Linked DNA regions of Mus musculus: regions 1 and 2 are each linked to region 3. Evidence: chromatin contacts called from public Hi-C and HiChIP or PLAC-seq data. All regions are on one chromosome and are shown on one strand. Each heading gives the region's core, a stretch centred on a gene start, on an enhancer-like site or on the middle of the called end of the contact. The rest is flanking DNA. Distances are from core to core; before and after follow the strand shown. Region 1 overlaps Rreb1 (ras responsive element binding protein 1). Region 2 has its middle 11 kb from the start of Gm31600. Region 3 overlaps Gm40914 (a long non-coding RNA gene).

Evidence for each region. A called contact is a pair of places that touch in the nucleus more often than the background predicts. HiChIP or PLAC-seq counts read pairs in DNA pulled down with a chosen protein or histone mark.
Region 1: a contact with region 3 is called in an H3K27ac HiChIP or PLAC-seq map of T-cell acute lymphoblastic leukemia, with 13 times the contacts expected there. The contact joins two enhancer-like sites. A contact is called at or near these places in 2 of 484 Hi-C or Micro-C datasets (bone marrow-derived macrophages and epidermal suprabasal cells) and 7 of 115 datasets of contacts at active chromatin or transcription factors (T-cell acute lymphoblastic leukemia, acute myeloid leukemia, bone marrow-derived macrophages and 4 more).
Region 2: a Hi-C map of bone marrow-derived macrophages shows a contact between it and region 3, with 24 read pairs. The contact joins two enhancer-like sites. A contact is called at or near these places in 18 of 39 promoter capture datasets (the 3T3-L1 cell line, the C10 cell line, the HPC-7 cell line and 13 more), 6 of 484 Hi-C or Micro-C datasets (bone marrow-derived macrophages, cerebral cortex, embryonic stem cells and 2 more), 13 of 115 datasets of contacts at active chromatin or transcription factors (bone marrow-derived macrophages, cardiomyocytes, craniofacial prominence and 9 more) and 1 of 9 other capture datasets (adipose tissue).

What each region holds. Positions count from the first base shown.
Region 1 is chr13:37,907,283-37,910,725 of GRCm38.p6, reverse strand. The region is part of intron 5 of Rreb1 (ras responsive element binding protein 1); the gene reads right to left. Among named protein-coding and RNA genes, the nearest start is that of Rreb1, 20 kb to the right of the region's middle. Within about 2 kb of position 1,950, at least 47 of the 459 cell types and tissues checked have an H3K27ac peak or open chromatin away from gene starts, as enhancers often do. A contact at or near this core is called in T-cell acute lymphoblastic leukemia, where this site is marked.
Region 2 is chr13:37,770,997-37,774,427 of GRCm38.p6, reverse strand. No RefSeq gene overlaps it. Among named protein-coding and RNA genes, the nearest start is that of Gm31600, 11 kb to the right of the region's middle. Within about 2 kb of position 1,522, at least 10 of the 459 cell types and tissues checked have an H3K27ac peak or open chromatin away from gene starts, as enhancers often do. A contact at or near this core is called in bone marrow-derived macrophages, where this site is marked.
Region 3 is chr13:37,481,508-37,484,971 of GRCm38.p6, reverse strand. All of the region lies in intron 1 of Gm40914 (a long non-coding RNA gene), which reads left to right. Among named protein-coding and RNA genes, the nearest start is that of Gm40914, 4.1 kb to the left of the region's middle. Within about 2 kb of position 2,136, at least 166 of the 459 cell types and tissues checked have an H3K27ac peak or open chromatin away from gene starts, as enhancers often do. A contact at or near this core is called in T-cell acute lymphoblastic leukemia and bone marrow-derived macrophages, where this site is marked.

The DNA of each region.
Region 1 (3,443 bases), core at 701-3,200, 430 kb before region 3:
GGAATGTCTTGGCTGGCTGCTCCCAGGGCATCTCTGGTGCTTGGGTAAAATGCCCTGCACATAGTAAACCTACCCACCAGGTAAGTCCAAGTCCTTTCATAGGACTGTGTGGCCCCGTGGAGGCTATAACAAGGTGAAACTGACCCTTAGTCCTAAGATTGAAATGTATTCATTCCGACATCCCCTGCAGAGACCACATCTTCCATGATCGCAGGCTACTTTCCTGAGACTCACTTTCCCCACAATACTCAGGTAACATGACCCCAAAGTCGAGGGTACTCTGATGGTGCCAGTATAGAAGGAAAGATCAACTTTATTTAGGATGGAGAATCTTACTTCAAAGTAGGCATGCACTGCTTTCACATTCCTTATTAATATATATTTCCAGGAACTACATCGTCAGCTCAGGGCCAATCTCTCATCCTAAATTCAGAGTTTCATCCCAGCAGGCTGGACCACTAATTTCTGGTCTCCTGTGTCATGTTTCTTCAAGAGATTAGAAAAGGCATTCTATCCTCATCTATCCACTGAGCGACAATTTCTTTTCTTTCTTGGCTCTGTGTAAGACCCCAAAACAAAACTTCCTCACTGAAGAAATGAGCTGCGATTCCAATACTTGAGAGGTATTTTTTTTTCCTCCAAGTTCCAGTTATCCTTTGGGGACACAAATGACTTTGGCTCTTACATTCTTCTCCTTCCCCTTCCTGCAGTGGCTTTCATAGAGAGGTGGATGGCATCCTCTGGCTGTCATCTGTTGCCTTAGAAAGTACAGCTCCCTCACCCTGCACTGAGTGGCTGCAACAGGTAGCTCTCCTTGCTGTCCTGACTCATAATCAGGACATGTCAATCTTCACTCTAGACAGGGTTCTAACAGCTAGACCTTTGACTCCATATACTACTTAATCCCCTATTGCCTATACTTTTCCCCTAAAGTAACTTCTCAGTTACTACCTTTTGTATACATTCTTTCTGCACACTTGTCCAGTTGAGGTCAACGCCTTTTGTTCTAGCTACCAGGGATGCTGAGGCCAGGAGTTTAAGGCCAGCCTGGGAGGTAAACCCTGTCTAAAAAAAAGAAAAAAAAAAACCCACAAACAAAAATAACTTATTCTTGAGAAACAAAGACACCAGAGGCTCTTTTTACTAGTCAAGCAATATTATTCATCAAATTCCACCCAACAGTCTCTACTTCAGGCAGTTTCTTCGATAAGCTAAACTGCCCCATTTTCCTTAACTTCTCCCTGTAGCCTGCAGTCCAAAGTACACACCTATAGGCAGTCTTGACTTGAAAATGAGACTCAGGTGATGGGGCCCCAAATGAAGTCACTACTCTCAAAGTGGCCTCACTGGCTCAGAGCCATTACCTCTGTGGGAATTCACTGCCAGCTTCACCACAGAGAAAGACTGTCTGCAGCAAGGGCTAAAATAACAGTGTCAAACCAAGCCCAAACCTACGTTTCATGGTAGAATGGAATGCTCAAGTCACTGAGACCATTTGTCACCTCAGCCTGGCAGGAGGTTCTTCTTAGGTTTCTGAAAGATGTCAGAACCTCCTCATTCACTCATCTTCCTTTTGTGGGGGAGGAAAAGATAACCATCTTCATAGTAAGCCAATGATGAATCAATGCTTGCCACTCCCTAGCCCTTCCAGAAGAGGAACAAGAAACACTTAGGTTGGGCCTTTCAAGATGGTCACCTCATGCCCAAAGGAAAAAGCAGAGAGCACTATTGTGGGTGGAGGGGAAGACAATGTTAGTAGAGAGGTCTCCACCATCTGGGGACACCTTGTACCGTTCAGGACCATGAGAAACATCAGAGGAAGTAGGAGGAATCTGGACCTGGAGGAAGAAGACAAATGAGCTGAGAGACTCATCACCCAACCAAACCACCAGAGCTCCTTCTCCATGACTGCAGCACTCACGGCTGCCTTTTATCTTAAATGGGGCAGGTGTGCAGCACAGATGGCCTGTGCTTTCCACAGATGACACAATCAAGTGCTTTGAGGGAAGAGCCTCGCTGTTCTAATTCGGCCAGCGGGGCAGGGAGGGGGCCTTGGAAGAGCAGGTTCTAATCTTGGCCCTCAGTTTTCTCACCTGTAGAGCTGGCTGCAGCTCCCCCAGAGTGAGGCTGGGTTACATAAACCCGGAACCTAAGAATGTACTGCTGACTCCCTCTGAGCCCGTTATGAAACAGAATCTGGCCAGAGGAAAATAGAAAATCTCCCCAAAGACCAATACCCTCACTGTGCAGGACCCCAAACCCTCAGAGCAGTAAAGAACAGTTCAAGGGGGGCACATGGGCACCAAAGGAGAGATGGTGATTCCGTGCCACACACACAGGCAAAGGTTTCCTTGCTGCTAGCTCATTTCCTCATTGAAGGGGGTGAGGGGAACAGACGTTGCCTTCCTTAACAAGTCAGAGAAAGGCTGGCTGCCGAGTGGGCACGCTTCAGTGTTTGCTAGCACCAGCTTGTGCAGCCCAAACTGGTCGGACAGGCTGGATATTTACACAAAGGTAGAAAACAGTGAGGCAGAAAGCCCAGGGAAGTGCAGCCGGCACACTTGCGGGTCTCGATCTGTGATCTAGAGCTGGAAATCAGAATCCTACTTCACGTTGCTAATTTCCTGTTATAACACTGGACAGGACACACACCCATGTCTGGGCCAATGACCCAGTAGAAGAGATGATGCTAGACTCTCCATTTCTCATCCTGCTCCCAACACACCTATCCCTTCTTTGCTGTGACCTAGTTCTTAGCTCTCATAACCACTGGGCTGTTCAAGTGTGGGCAAGCATGATGCTCTGGGTTTTGATGCCTTCCACTAGTTTCACCCAGTATGATTAAGCTTTTGAAATATTTTAACAAAATATGTCAAAAACATCACACTGCCTGCATCTCAGAGAAAACTTTGGTATTTATTTCATCTCCAAAAGAAGATGAATAGATAAACGTTCCCACTGCCAGAAGAGAAGAAAGGTTGTTAAAAATATTAGCATCCAGCCAGCCAAGTGATAAAGGATCACGAACCAAATCATGAATTTGAGAAGCGGCACTAGGAGAAGAGGCCGGACTGCTATTTAACACCCCGTGCACGGACAGTTTTATGAGATCTTTCCTTCCCTTCCAACTCACTGAACTCAAACTGGTCTTTTAGAAAGAAATAAAAAATAAGCACCAGGCACAAGTACACTTTTAAATTATTCTCTTGAAAATGAAACTGTAGTGAACCTTTAAAAGTATAATAGAGAGGGAAAAACCACACTAAAAGAGAAAACACAATCTCTAAACTCCTACTCAAGAGACTCAATTGACACGAGCTAGCATCTGCTTTGATGCATTCTCCTGCATTTGATCTTATTTGAATATTAAAATCAAGCAATAGGCCACTCTCGCCTACTCTTTTTCGGAGAATAATAGTAGTGTTCAACAACTTGCAGAATTC
Region 2 (3,431 bases), core at 273-2,772, 290 kb before region 3:
GCATTGGCTCATTTTGCTGGGCAGGGTCCTCTGTAAGGTAGATGGGACAATGATATGAAGCCCCAGATTACGGACCCCACCATTTATTTATGTAACAGGCATAGCTTGAGGACCTACCAGTCTCCAGAGGTGACACTGAATTTTATCACAGAGAGGACTCTTTAAAGGTTTGTCTTGTAGGAAAGATCTTGTCCAAAACAAAGAATTGCAGTTCAGTTAAGATAGTGAAGCTTAGAAAGGCCAATGAGCAACTTAAGGGTGCTATTGGGCTGGTTTTGTTTGCTTATTTATTTGCTTATTTATTTATCAAGGCAGGTTTGAGTGTGTGTGTGTGTGTGTGTGTGTGTGTGTGTGTGTGTGTAACCCTAGCTGTTCTGGACCTCAGTCTGTAGACCAGGCTAGCTTTGAACTCACAGATCTGATGGCCGCTCCCTCCTCAGTGCTGGGATCAAAGGCATGCACCATCATGGACAGGGTTTGGTTATTTGATTGCAAATGATACAATGTCTCCTGCAATAGATATGTTTTTAATCTTTGCAAATAACACCATGACATACAGTATAACCAGCCAGTTGTCTCTGCATCCATCAGTCAGTACCAAAAGAGGATTGGTCCAAGTCTTGTAGGCCAGGCTATCTTTAAACTATGCAGGGCAGGGTGATGTTGAAATTTGACTCCTGGTTTTCACTTCCAGGGATCTGGAGTGGAAACTCCCCCCCCCCTTTTTTTTTCCTTCAGAGCTAGAGATCAAACCCAGGGCAAGCACTTTGCCAGCAGGGCTCCCCCCCCAGCCCTTTGTTATGTACTTTCAGTCTGGGCTAGGTGTCTTGTAACAATGTAAATGCTATTTAAAAAGCTGTTACATAGTATTGTTTAGAAAACAAGGACTAGCAAAACAGTCTCTGCATATTAAGTACAGCTCTGTTAATTTGGGGATCCCCCCCTCAGGTGGTTGAATTTGTTGACAGGGAGCACAAGATATAGAAGATATAGAAGGTAGACTTTTAAAACAAAGTTAAATATAATATCAAACACATTGAATCTTAAAAAGGAAGTGGGCAGTGGGGTGCATGCCTTTAATCCCAGCACTTGGGAAGCAGAGGCAGGTGGATCTCTGTGAGTTCAAGCCCATCCTGGTCTACAGAGTAAGTTCCAAGACAGACAAGGCTACACAGAGAAACCCTGTCTCACAAAACAAACAAATAAACAAAACAAAAAGGCAGAAGGAAATTTCAAGGTTGTTTGGACTACCCTATTCATTCACTTTGCAGCCTTTGCATTGGCATACAGGGGAGAATTTGCTCAGTTAGGATGTAAAGTTAAATAGTGGTTATTTGAGATTAGCATCAAGATCTCCTGACCATGCTCTCTGTTCTCAGGGGCTGCCTTGGTAATAGGCCCTGAGGAACGACCCTCTGCAGTCTTGTTGCTACTGCTGTGTAGAGTGTGGGTCTATCTCAGTGACGGCAGGCGGGGATTGTTGAATTTGTGATAAAGTATTCCATGACTAAACATTTATTTAAGGAAATGTTCCTAAGAGGAACTGCAAGGGGATTTCAGCTCTGTGAGTTCCTTAAAACAGACACATGGCACCTTGCAACTGTATGTATGAACTGTAGTTCCAGAGAATCTGATGCCTATTTCTGGCCCCCATGGGCACATAGTGCCCATATATCCATGCAGACAAAAATACTGATACCCGTAAAGTAATAAAATAAATATAAAACAAAACAAAATCCACCACCACCACAAGAAACCCAGCTACTGTCCGTAAAAGTTGAAGGGAGAGCTCAGCTCAGCGGTGTTGGTGCACACCTTTAATCCCAGCACTCCAGAGGTAGAGATAGATGCAGAGGCAGGAGGATCCTCTGAGTTTGAGGCCAGCCTGCTCTACATAGCTAGTTCCAGGACAGTCAGAGCTACACAAAGAAACCCTGTCTTGAAAAACAAAACAAGGGCTGGAGAGATGGCTCAGCAGTTAAGAGCACTGACTGCACTTCCATAGGTCCTGAGTTCAAATCCCAGCAATCACATAGTGGCTCACAACCATCTGTAATGAGATCTGACTCCTTCTGGTGCATCTGAAGACCACTAAAATGTACTTAGATACAGTAATAAATAAATCTTTAAAAATAAAAAGAAACTGAATTTTAGTTTGTTCATCTGTCAATGTGATTAATAAATTCTAAAAAAGAAAAGAAAAACACAACCAACTCACAAGCAAAACAACAACAATGTTTAGGATAGAAGTTGAACAAGGTGATACATGTCTGTAATCCTGGCACTCAGGAGGCAGAGGCAAGAGGGGAGCTACAAGTTCCAGGCTAGCCTAATTTATTATACATTGAGTTACAGGATAGCCTGAACTACAAAATGAGTTGTCTCAAAAGAGGGGGAAGAGAATGAAGTATGGGAGATGGCTCAGTTAGTGAAGTGCTTGCCATGAGTTTGGACAACCAGCACACGGGTTCAGGCCAGGCAATACTCGGGGCGCAGAGACAGACAGATCTCTATGAGTTCAAGGCCAGATAGGGCTACACAGTAAGACCCTGCCTCAAAATCAAAACAAATAAAATTGAGTGTAGTAGGTCTGAATCTGTAACTCCAACGCTGAGGGGAGGTGTGGAGAAAGGTGTATTCCTGAAGCTTATTGTCCAGATGGTTAGTGAGGGATCCTGTCTCAGAGTGTAACTAGTGGAGAGAGACTAAAGGGGAGAGCCAGTATTAACTGCTGGTCTCCGTATGCGCATGTATGCACACATGCCTGTTTATTCATGTGCACAACACCCACTCATACACACAACCACAACATATAGCCTATACCTACTTTTAGGAAGAAAAAGGGAAGAGAAGGCACATCTGATATTTTTAAAAATACATTTAGGGAATACTGATTATACTTTAGAGAGCATTAAGGAATTATTGTTGCTGATTTAAATATTGGTAAGTTTGTGATTATATTTAAAATATAGTTCTCATTTCTTAAACAGTAAAATATTTGCACTGAAATCCTGTGCTATCTGTTACTAAAATAATCTAATTTTGGGGTTTTGGGTGAGTTAGAGAGTGAATATAAATGATATGTATATAGTTGTGGCTATCCTAGAACTTGCTATGAGGACCAGGCTGACCTTGAACTTGAGGAAGTCAAGATGTTTATCCATGGAGTGCTGGAAATAAAGGTGTGTGTCATTACATCTAGACTTTATTTTGTATTTTAAAAGTCACCTTTTGGCCAGGCAGTGGAGGCACACGCCTTTAATCCTAGCACTTGGGAGGCAGAAGCAGGTGGATTTTTGAGTTCGAGGCCAGCCTGGTCTACAGAGTGAGTTCCAGGACAGCCAGGGCTACAGCGAAACCCTGTCTCGAAAAACCAAATTAAAAAAAAAAAAAAAAAAAAAGACCCAAAAAGTCACCTTTTTAAAAATTTC
Region 3 (3,464 bases), core at 887-3,386:
GAGGTGAACAGGGCATCTTGCTTCAGCCTGTGCGTGTTGGCTAGGCGAAAGCTCAGTGCTAGGATTTGGTAACCTGTCACCTTCAACTTGACACTTGAATCTGCCCAGGCCCTTTGAACTAGAACATGTCATCTGAAGGTCTTCCAATCCGGTGACTGTGAGTCAGGGCTGTCCTCTGGGGGCTTGGGGAAAGAAATGAGTAACCAGATTGCACCAGACCCTCAATTGCTGTCTCCCAGTGACCTACCCCGACTGGGCTCTAATTAGAGTCCAGAAGCCTTCTCCTGGTAGAAGCCTTAGTAAAATATAAAGAGGCTCCTTGGCAGGATAGGCAGGAAACCACTCCTAGCTGCCCCTGGGTCCCTTACATTGTGTTCTATTTAAAAAAAAAAAAAGAGAGAGAAAGAAGCCGGGCGTGGTGGCACACGCCTTTAATCCCAGCACTTGGGAGGCAGAGGCAGAGGCAGGTGGATTTCTGAGTTCGAGGCCAGCCTGGTCTACAGAGTGAGTTCCAGGACAGCCAGGGCTACACAGAGAAACCCTGTCTTGAAAAACCAAAGAGAGAGAGAAAGAGAGAGAGAGAGAGAGAGAGAGAGAGAGAGAGAGAGAGAGCGCCAAGGATGTCTCTGCAGGCCTATGCTGAGCCATCCCTTTCCCCTGAGTGTAGTCTTAGGAGAGCTGGGTGTTTCAAGTCCAGGTGTTTACTCAAAATCTACATCCAGGACCGTTCCAGTGAAGTAACCTACAGATGTGCTAATCTACTCTCACAGACACTGCCGCTGCTGCTGGGCCTACTCCTTCCTACTCACAGATGGGTCCACAGACCCTGGACAGCAAGGAAACAGCCAGCTTTCCTAAGACCAACATCCATACACCCATTTTCTTAGGTTTCCCAGAGACATGTTGCCCCAAAGTCCGCAGGAAGCCCCTAAAAATTACGGCGACCCGATTCCTGCTTTACCATCACCTCTTTCTAGTTTTTCCTTTGTAAAAAATTAAATCAAAACGGAGGAATGTTAGTATTCCTTCTAGGCTCTGCCCCACAGTTACCTGGCAACAGCCAGGTAGGCTTGGCTTACTTATATAAAAGGGGCTGCTTGCTCTGCGCCTTCTCTTCCTGACCCCTTCCCCCTTCCCCCTCTTTCCACATGTTCCTGGCCAGCCTTTCCTCAACTCTCTTCCCTCTTCCCCCGCCCCCTCTACTCCTTTCCCAAATCCCCTTCCCTGCCCTAAATAAACTCTATTCCATACTATCCTATGGCTGGTACCTCAGGGGTTAGGGGATGCCTCAGCATGGGCTAGCTGAGGCACCCCTCCCATCTCACCATACCTGGCTCTATCAAACATATCTTTGGCTCTTATTTATTTATTTATTTATTTTTTAATAAAACACAACACCTTAGAGTGTGCAGCTGCTGCCGCAGGGGACGCCCCAGTGGCAGCTCTCACTTGTCCGGGTGGAAGGAAGGATGCGACGGTCTTACCTCGGAGGCCGAGGGGTGCGAGCAGGGTGTGTGAGAGATGCAGTGTGATCAGAGCCTAGCGGTCTGGTCTCAGAACTGGGTCACCTCACAGAACAGCACAAGGACTTGTCCCGTTGGCAGGGATCAGGTTTCGTCCTTCCTTGTCAAACCCAGTGGTGCCCCCAGGCTGCTGGCAGCTCCCAGGCGCTCCTTTGTCCTAGAGTTGCAGGAGGCCAAGGAGCAAAGTGACACAAAAGGCTGGGTGCCCAAGTTCCCCACCCTCTCTCTCTCTGCACAGCAGCGCTGGTTCTGCCAGGGTCCTCGACCCAGGGGGGTTCCGGGGCAGTAAGGGTGAGACCTGCACAGCCACTGCTCGACCTTGCCAAGAGGGGCCTGCTTTGGGGATTGGAGGGTGCCTTCCCTTCCAACAGCCTGGGTCTGGGTCTTTCCAACTCGTATTTCTGCTGACGCTGGAGCCTGGTGCTTTGCCTTTAGAGACACCCTGTAATTGAAAGGAGGAGGGAGAGAGAGAGAGAGAGAGAGAGAGAGAGAGAGAGAGAGAGAGAGAGAGAGAGAGAGAGAGAGAGAGAGAGAGAGATTCTTGCTGCCTGGGTTCCCAGACACTTGCTGCCCTCTAATGGCTCCTGCCTGTGAGTTTCCAGGCGCAGGCCTTCCTTCCTGTAGGGTCTGTGGTGTGGGTTTCCTTCCCTTTGGTTAGCAGGCCCTTTCCCCTATAACTGCTGAAAGAGCCAGCCGTTTCTCGTCACAGGGAAAAGATGTCAAAAGTCGAACCGCGCTGGTGTGGCTGGCTCAGAGAGCAAAGACTGGCTCGGTGTTTCATTGCTGGTCCCGAAATAACTCACAGTAGCATTTGTGCGGCCTCTGCAACCCTGCTGTCTTCGGAAGGGACAGCTCCTCCTTTCTCTCTCTCTCTCTCTCTCTCTCTCTCTCTGTCTCTCTCTCTCTCTGTCTCTCTCTCTGTCTCTCTCTCTGTCTCTCTCTCTGTCTCTCTCTCTCTCTCTCTCTCTCTCTCTCTCTCTCTCTCTCTCTCTCTGTCTCTCTCTGTCTCTGCCCTGTTGCAGTTCTTAGCAGCTTCCTATGTTGAGAGAGGAAAGCCACTCTGGCAAGAGCCAGCAATTGTCAGCAAGTTGTGCATACAAAGGGGCTTCCTTTTCCTGCCTGGATCGGGGTGGGGTGGGGCAAGAGCTGTGGACCAGGGTTCCCTCCCCTGATGCTTTCTGAGGATCCTTAAGAACCAACTCCAATGGTAAACAGGGACCTGTGGATAAAAAAACATCTCCTGAGTGAACACTTGAAGACCTAGAGACACAAGTTGGACAGAGTCCAGTTCTGTGTAGAGAGGAACCAAGTACTTAATCAAGGAACCAAGGTTAGAGGTACGGCAGGAAAACCTGGGACACTTGCCTATTTTGGTAGTTGGGAAGCTTGGCCCTGGATGGAATGGAAACAAGCTGAAAGCAGACAGACAGACAGGGTTTTGCTCCCATCAGCTGAGATCTGGCCCAGAGAGAATGGTGTGAATATACACTACGACTGGCTGGGAAGAAAAGAGGATGCAAAACTTACAGCCCTGGAGCTTAGAATGTTGTGAGGAATGAGGCTTCTTGGGGGGGGGGGGGAGCTGGGGGAGGGAACGCCATTTTGAGATGGAGTGCAGGGTGGACTTTCTTAGTTTTTTTGGGGGGGGGGTTGAGGGTTGGTGGCCACGGAGGGATGAGGGTCACCAAGGAGCGAGGGAATGGCCCTAGGGAGTTCTGTGTGGGGCTAGCAAACTACAGCGCTCCTCTGCAGGATGGACAAAGGATGGGAGAGGCAGGAAGTGGACCTGCTGGGCTGGAATTTGAATGAACTGATGGAGCATCTTTTTCACAAGAGGGCTAGTGGTCCACCCCTTCTGGTTTTCCCTTGTGGGAAGGGAAAAGAAGCCTGCCTTTTTAAAAAATTTTTACTCGGGAGCTTAGGTTGCAAAGGCTTGCTGTT